Linked DNA regions of Drosophila melanogaster: region 2 is linked to region 1. The links are chromatin contacts, called in public targeted proximity ligation maps. All regions are on one chromosome and are shown on one strand. The core of a region is the stretch at or near the end of the contact, and the rest is flanking DNA. Distances in the headings are between cores, read along the strand shown. Region 1 holds the start of CG9166. Region 2 holds the start of cue (cueball).

Evidence for each region.
Region 2: a contact with region 1 is called in a targeted proximity ligation map of the Kc167 cell line, with 5 times the contacts expected there. A contact is called at or near these places in 8 of 107 Hi-C or Micro-C datasets (the D17-c3 cell line, the Kc167 cell line, the S2 cell line and 2 more) and 1 of 7 datasets of targeted methods (the Kc167 cell line).

Annotation. Positions count from the first base shown.
Region 1 is chr3L:1,349,356-1,353,227 of dm6, reverse strand. It overlaps CG9166, which reads right to left and starts at 2,112. Exons shown (of 3, transcript NM_138261.3): 1 at 1,757-2,112; 2 at 1,439-1,699; 3 at 375-1,375. The coding sequence starts at 2,042. The coding sequence ends at 1,197. All of the region lies in intron 3 of Ptp61F (Protein tyrosine phosphatase 61F), which reads left to right.
Region 2 is chr3L:1,515,602-1,519,473 of dm6, reverse strand. cue (cueball) reads left to right here and starts at 2,203. Exons shown (of 4, transcript NM_138269.3): 1 at 2,203-2,561. The coding sequence starts at 2,468. It overlaps Psa (Puromycin sensitive aminopeptidase), which reads right to left. Exons shown (of 6, transcript NM_167886.1): 2 at 678-1,297. The coding sequence starts at 800.

The DNA.
Region 1 (3,872 bases), core at 863-3,362:
AGCAATTTCATAAAATTTAACGCCTATCATGTGTCGGCCAATTGGCGTCCGTCTGGCTCTTTGGCTCATTGGATTATCGCACCGTTCGCCGGACTGGCCATTGTTTGTTTTCATAAACACCATCGATAACTTATTTTCGAAAACGTATTTTAAAAATATTAAGTTCGAATTCTCCTCGTGACGCAACTGGCGCTGATGGCCTGCGAAGAAATGATTTCCAAATGCCAGGAGGATCTCCTTCTTGGACCCTAGTTCCCTGATTTTCCAATTTCATTCAGCATTCCGCTGGCCGGTGCAAATCCACAAATCAATGTGCTGAAAACAGCCTTGTTCACACCTCGCCCGATGACTATAAAAACACAATGAACATCGTTGAGTGGGCGTATTTATATTTTGAGCAAACAGTCGTTAAAAAACGCCGCAGGATATATTCGAGCCATTGAGATTTGAGTTTAATGGCTTTCTCTGAATGAATGGGAAATTCGATTGTGAAGTATAAAATCATTGGAATGCTTTCTGGTTCATAATATATTATTTTGCGTTTTTATTACAATTTGTTATCTATCAAACTGTACGGCTTCTTAAAGTTATTAAAACCCTAAATTACAGGATTAACTGTCTATTGTTGCATCTTCCAGTTGAATGGAGAAAATGTTCCGACGCGTTGCTACAACCAGATATACCGACAATATTCGATAAAGACAAATTAAAATACATCACATATCAAATATATAACAATTTGATTGTGACATTTCATAGATATAAGGGAATCTGCCTTTATTCTCTGAAAAGAAGAGTTATTTTCATTTTTTGCAGTATACTTTAGTGCGCACTTGTTATTATCAGATTTTCAGAAATAGGTGGCGCTAGCGTCGCTTGGCCATCTACAAAAGAATTTAGCTCCTGTTTGGAAATACTGCTGTCATATTCTGACGGATTATGGCTATTATTGCCCTATTAGAGCTCGATGTTAATAAAAATTACAGTTATTTTAAAGATGGCTGCCTGAGCGAATGCACCCAGTAAGAAACTAGAGATGGGCGATCGCATAGTTATTTTGGCCGTGACACGAGAATAACAAGTCTGACACGAAATATTTATTCATACCTTATTGTTTTTCCAAATCACACTGCAAGTGATCTCGCACGTACGCAGCTCTAAAGAGTTTTTTTTTATTAATAGTGAAATGTATTATTTTACGTCTTTAGTTTCGATTTGTCTACGAAAGAAAGGGGTGTTTGAGCCATGAAAATATCGCCATAGGGATTGGTGGGTTTTTGGCTTTCGCGGTCGAATTCGGAGCCAATGGCCCACAGCGACTCCAGATCGTATTCCTCGCGAGCACTCGGTGAAAATATGTGCAGGGCAATGTTGCCTAAAAGGAAACGGAACGTGTTAGAGCGGAGAAACCGGAATATGCATTTATTTCAATACCCACCCAAGTCCATGGCCATCCAATCCCGGCTCTTATCGCCCTCGATGCGCGGCAATATGTCACCCTTGCCCCGCTTGATCTTGAACATTCGGCGCACGAACTCCGCGGTGGACAGCATGTGTCGGTAACTGCGACCACTGCAAACCACCAGGTGGTCAACGTACTTCAGGTTCTCCGGCACGTAGCAGACGAATATGTCGTCCACATTCTCCTTGCGGAGCAGCTCCACCAAGTCCTCAACGTCGAACACTCCGCGAACACCTCCTGCAAAGGGAAACAAAGGCTTAAATTTCTGCTCTCCCTGGACGATTGCCAACCTACGCTTTAAATTGAGGCCGTAATAGTGATCCAGCTCCAGGTCCGGCTCTGGAAGTTGCTGCTCCTGGTGGCGTGCCTCTTCCACATCAAAAATCTCCGTGGCTTCCTCATCGCGGAATATTTTGTACTTGTCTTGCACGCCGGCAACCAAAGTCTTTTCGGGATTGCCTTCGATTTCCTGGCCCTTCGCTGCCTGTTGTGGCGGCTTGGAGAACTCGTGGTGGAAGCAACGCAGGACAGGCACACTCAGGCGCCTGTCGTGCACTAGGCGGAACACGCGGGTCAGCATTTTGCTTTGGCTTCTTTCTGTTGTTATTAATAAATTGGGTAACAGTTGTTGATTCGATACTTTTGGTATTACTCGATAACACTGGTCAACGATGAGCGATTGTAATATCGGTATTTTAAAGTATTTGAACCCAATTTTCTTATCAGAATTTTTCTATTTTACTTTTAAAATATTTTATTTTATTTTTTTTATTTTATTTTTATTTAAAATATTTTATTTCAATTGTTTTTATATTGTTATGTCTTTAGTTAAGTATTTAATTTTATATAAATTATAGAAAACTTATCCCGAATGTTATATTATGTTTCAGTAAAGTTCTAATTTCTGCGCAAGCACTTTAGTTTCAGTATGTGTTCTATTGCTCTACAGCGCCTGGTCACATTATTTGATGGTGAAAATATCGATAGACGTAACTAATATTTCAGAATAATAATGTCGCAGATACAATATATTGTGTTTGGCTTGCATTTGTAAATAGGAATCACCATAAGAGAATATAATATGTAATGCGATCAATATAGTGATGTACAATCGAACTATCACTCGGTATCGCACTGCAAATACCGATAGTATTTCGCAAGCTCAAATATTCGATACATCGACACTGTCGTGAGTTGTCCAGCTCTAGTTCTCCTCTGAAATTAACCAGCCGCCTGATAACCAAATTAAAAGTTATTAAATCGGAACAAATCGCAGCAAAGTGTGCACAATGAGCGAGCAGAAAACGAGTGGGAGTGGGTCGGCGGCCGCTGCCCGTCTGCAAATCGAGGCGGAGTACAAGGACAAGGGGCCGCAATGGCATCGCTTCTACAAGGTAATTGGCAACAACAACTGCGACTGCACTGAAAACTGGTTACAAACTGGACGAATGATTGTGGCACAGTTCGATTCGCCAAGGATTCGCAACGGATGCGGAGTATACACCTTTCCACAGCTCCTTGGCGCTCCGATTTCCACGAAAATGTGATGAGTGCGCAAAAGGCTTCTGCAGATGCCTCCACCACCAACACCAGTGCAGCGGCGAGCTTTACGTGTGTGCGTGTGTATTGTGTGTCAGTGCTGTTGTTGTTGCAGTTGTTGCTTTAACAGCCAGGCTTTGGCCAAAAACAAAAACCCATGGAAAAGAATGTACAAACAGAATAGCACCAACACACATACACGCACACCTGCTGCACTTTACTTTGCATTCTCCATCGAACGCGTGTGTGTGTGAGTTCGTGCGTGTGTATTGGCCTGTATTTGGCATATTTATGCTTGTTATTCTGCCATACCTTTCCCCAAAAACGCTTTCCTTTGACTATCAATAGAGCGCTTGAGCTATTCCGCGAATTCTCGTTTGGCCAAATCAAATTGGAGGCGATTTCTGGGAAGCTCGTTGTGTTTGTGATTGCCGTCCCCCAAAAACAAAATACAATTCGTGGAGGGGTGACAGTGCTCTCCACTGAAGAACTCCTCTAACGCGCGCACACACACACACACCCGCTCGCGTTGAGCAGGAGAGAGAGGCTCACGCACACAGGGGCACAAAGGGCATGCGTCTGGTTTTTTGAGTCTCGCTTTGGGCTGCTTCTGGTTGCCTGTCGGAATTGGAGTCGGAATCCTCTCCTTGCCCCTTCTTCTCTCCTCCTCCACCTCCACTCGTTCTTTATAGCCAGTTCCGGCGAACTGTCTTCAGCTGCTACTCCTCCTCCTCTGTTCCTCTGTGCCTCTTTCAGCGCTTCCACTCACTTGAATTGGGATTTCACGGAATTCCACTCCGCAGTTAGGATGACACAGTATATGGTCGTGTGTAGAAATATCTCGTTTCTGGACCCGCTCCTCGGCATCCTC
Region 2 (3,872 bases), core at 954-3,453, 170 kb before region 1:
TTTGATAGTAGCTCAGTTAATAGCATGTTTTAGATACCCTCTTAAATATATTTTGTAATTTTTTATGTTCTGTTAGTTTGTTTATGCTTTTAGTTGATAGCATTCAAAAGACCCTCCCATTTTGGTATTTAGTGAGAAGTAGCATTCTAGGCTGATCTCGGTTAAGTTAATCTTAGTTTTAAGGTATTAAAAGTGCGACTTATGAGCGGATAATCATTTCCGCTGCTGACGCAAGCAAAACGTAAACAAAATCCACCGTTATGAGCGGCGTTCGCAAAAAGAGATTGTCTCGAATAAATTTTGCGCGGTACCCACGAGTGCCATGTCCAATTCGCCAGTCATTCCTTCTGCCGACAAAGAAATCGCACTTCCTAGTGGGTGTACTCATATCCATATCTATATCTCTATATCTATCTGCCCATCAGTCTGAGCGTTTGCTTGCATGCAAATTGCAGCGTAAAGCGAAATGTTAACAAGGAGAATGTCCGATCCAATCCGAAATATTTTTTTTGCCCACGTCAGGGGAAAAAGTTCGCACAATGAGGCGCAGAAAATAACAATGCGGGAAAAGTGAAAGTGGCTGGAGCGGAGAGAAATGGAAAGAGACGGAGGATACAGTCGCAACTCCCTAACTGAAACCGCTTACTCGATTAATCCCAATAGCGATCTGTACTCACATTGACTTGCACCACGGTCTTGCCCGTGAAGGTGAACTCCTTGAGATTGGGCTGCAGGAGGAGCTCGTAGTGCCTTGGCACCACATTGGTGGGCAGCCTCTCGAACTTTGCCTTCTGGGCCATCTTGCGCTCCTGCTCCAGCTGCTGCTCCTTGCTCAGTAACTGTGTGTGTGCCCGCCTGATCTGCTGATAGTTGCAACCCGGATGATGGCGATCCTGGCCTGGAATCACGTCCGCTGATGTGTGGGCGAGGATGGCGCGATACTGACTGCACAAATCTCCCAGCAACGGAGCGTCACTGCTCTTCAGAGGGGCTCCAAGCGAAACGGAAGAGAAGTCCCTGTAGAACTGCTTTTGCACCTTCACAAATTGCTTCGACGAGATTAGCGCGTTGAGGTGGCCGCTTTCTGCTCGAAAAAGATGCTTTACTGAGGTGGTCTTATCTGCCGCTCCGCTGGGTTTCGGATTCTGCTGCTTCGGGGGGTTAACTGGAGCTGTCCGATAATAGTTAGCAACGATTCGGGGGGAGCTGTTGTTATCGCCTGTCGTTTTTAGTAGCAACAAAGGTGTTCTCGGGGTGTTTCTGGCGAGGAAGTGGAAACTCTGAGTATATCTGGCAGCTGGAAGTGGGAAAAGCTGGTTAGCACCGGGACACAAGCGTGAATTGCACTGATAAGCGTTGTTATTTGATTAGCTATTGAGTTTGGGGGCGGGGTATAGGCTATGGGGCAAGCGTTGGCAAACCTTCGCACAAATGCTGCTCAAAATCTGAGTTTGCCTTGGCCAAGTCCAAGTTGAGTTTGCCCAGTTCTGCAAGTACAATTACTAGCTATTAATTACCGATTCCAGGCGTACTCCGGACTTAATTTAGCGGAGAAAAAAACGAACAATATGCGGCGGCAGCGAACAACACGCTTCGAGTGGCCCACTTGGAAAGTGGAACGACTGGAAGTTGGCCGCTCGAACGCCGATCAGCTGTTCCGCCGCCCACACTACCCGCTAAATGCCTAACTGCACTGACATAAAATATTGTGTAATCACCGTTTTTTAACTTCCAAGCCTGCTTGGCCGTGCGAATACCGCCTTTCAGTGCATTTTTGTACATGACTTTGGACCGAAAAAGTTGCAAATGAAAATAAAAACACTAGCAGCAGCGTAACTCTACAACAGGCAGTGTGTAAAATGTGGCAGACTTACCAGCACTGGCGACTAGCTGCCAGCCGTTAATTTTAGTTTGAAAATATTTCTGTTATTCCTTATCTCGAAAGTCTGATTTTTGGCTTGCTCTAATGGATTTAAAACACACGATATGCTTTGTGATTTTTGAGGCACAGGCAATGTGTTTGACGTAGTTTTTCGTAGTTTTTACCCGCTTCGCACATAAACTATTCATTTAGTAAAGGAACTGTATTGTAACGGTCCAGAGGGGAGGTTCCGATAGATACTGCAAAGCATGGGAATACATCGATACATTTCGCAATCATATCTATGATTCCCCACCACTATGTGCACCCTCCGATCAAATCAAGTGACTTTTAAAGTTAGTTTAAGAAATCTTGTCGGATCGAAAGGTCGTTAGCGTTTTCCGTGGCGCGTTCTTTGAAGCCCCCTCCGAAAGTCCGTAAAAACAGCGCGCTGTTGTTTCCTATCCCACGTTCGCGCAAATCCCCTTTCCGACTGGCCAGGCAACGGCAACTACGGCCAGGCGCTTCTAATTTCCGCAACCTAACCATAAAGCCAGGCGATTGTGCAATCGCAGGTGTCCGTTGGCTATATAATCCACCTGTAAAATGATCCGCATCCGATTTGGAATGGATGTGCTGCTAGTTTTGCTACTTGCCACATGCCTGCTGACCCCTGCACATGGAACGCCACTGGAGTGGGGTAAGAGCAGCTTCCAGTGGGAATAGAGGTGGAAAAGAACAGTTGCGAGGAGCAGGAGCACCTGCCGGCCCGCTGGCAACCCTGGCGCTTAACCTTCATTTCACAGTCGACTTTCAGAATTAGAAATCAATTCGACATAAACAATGCACTCAGTGGAGTGAAGGTGGTCTTATGTAATCGGTTGACATTAACAGCAGCATATTCCCGCACGCAAGTGTTCGTGCGCCCTATCAGCTGACTATCGGAACTGCCCCGTCCGGAACGAAATCGTTTTTATCTCCTTTATCAGTGGCAGAGGCGCGCTTATGGTATAAATGCACACGTCGCTGTTAACAACTGATAACTAATGGCCAAATTCTAATGCCAGATACTCATTGTTATTAGGCGTTATGTTGTTGTTGCGCTTTCCCCTGGAAACATTTCTCTCGCGCTCTCTTTCTCTCTATTTACTTACTTGGTTCAACGTGGCCGGCGAAAAGCAACCGTAAAATACAGTTGAACCTTCCCGAAATGCCGCTTTCCAAACTGGAAAATGTGTTGGGTAAAATTTGAATTGCAATCATTGTTGCTTTGAACTCCAACTCCATAAAATGAAATCTGCATTTTATAATACATTCGGAGTTCTTCAAGTTTCGATTATATTAATCTGGAAATCCTCTTTCCACCAGGTGAAGGTGAATATTTGAAATTGATTCGAACTCCACGAAGACAGTTATTTTCTGGCAATGAATGACAATCCCTAGCCGCCACATGGTGGATGGTTCATCAGGGAGAAGTTGCACTGTAATCGGCATTTGCCACCACTCGAGCCGCCATGTGGCCGTATAACTTTGTCACGTATGCCACAGCACCGGGTTTGCCGGTTTGTTTAGATTTCGGAGACTGCTGGTGCTGCGATTTCTAAAATTTCGTTGACACCGTGGGTTTCGGTTTCGGTCTCAAACGAAGAATTCGTAACCCATTATAACCCGCTGGGTGTATAACTTAAAACCTCCATGGTGACTCTCTCGGAATTTCTGAATCGTAATCCGAGGCGAGAGATTCATTTAATTCACATCTAATCGGGCGAGCACCGGGTTGCATGTGTAAATAAACCCAGAGAACTGGAAACCCGATCTATTCGCAACACACAGCAAATAGCCCACGTGCGAAGTTTTCCAAAGCCTTTCATTAGCACTTGATCGCACAAAGATATAGCTAATGGGTGGAAATCGCACCGGAACGCGATGAAAGCCATGCGAAAAGCCATATCGTACTGGCATTTCATGAGTTATATGGTTTGGTCATAAGAATTACTGACCGTACTTCTAT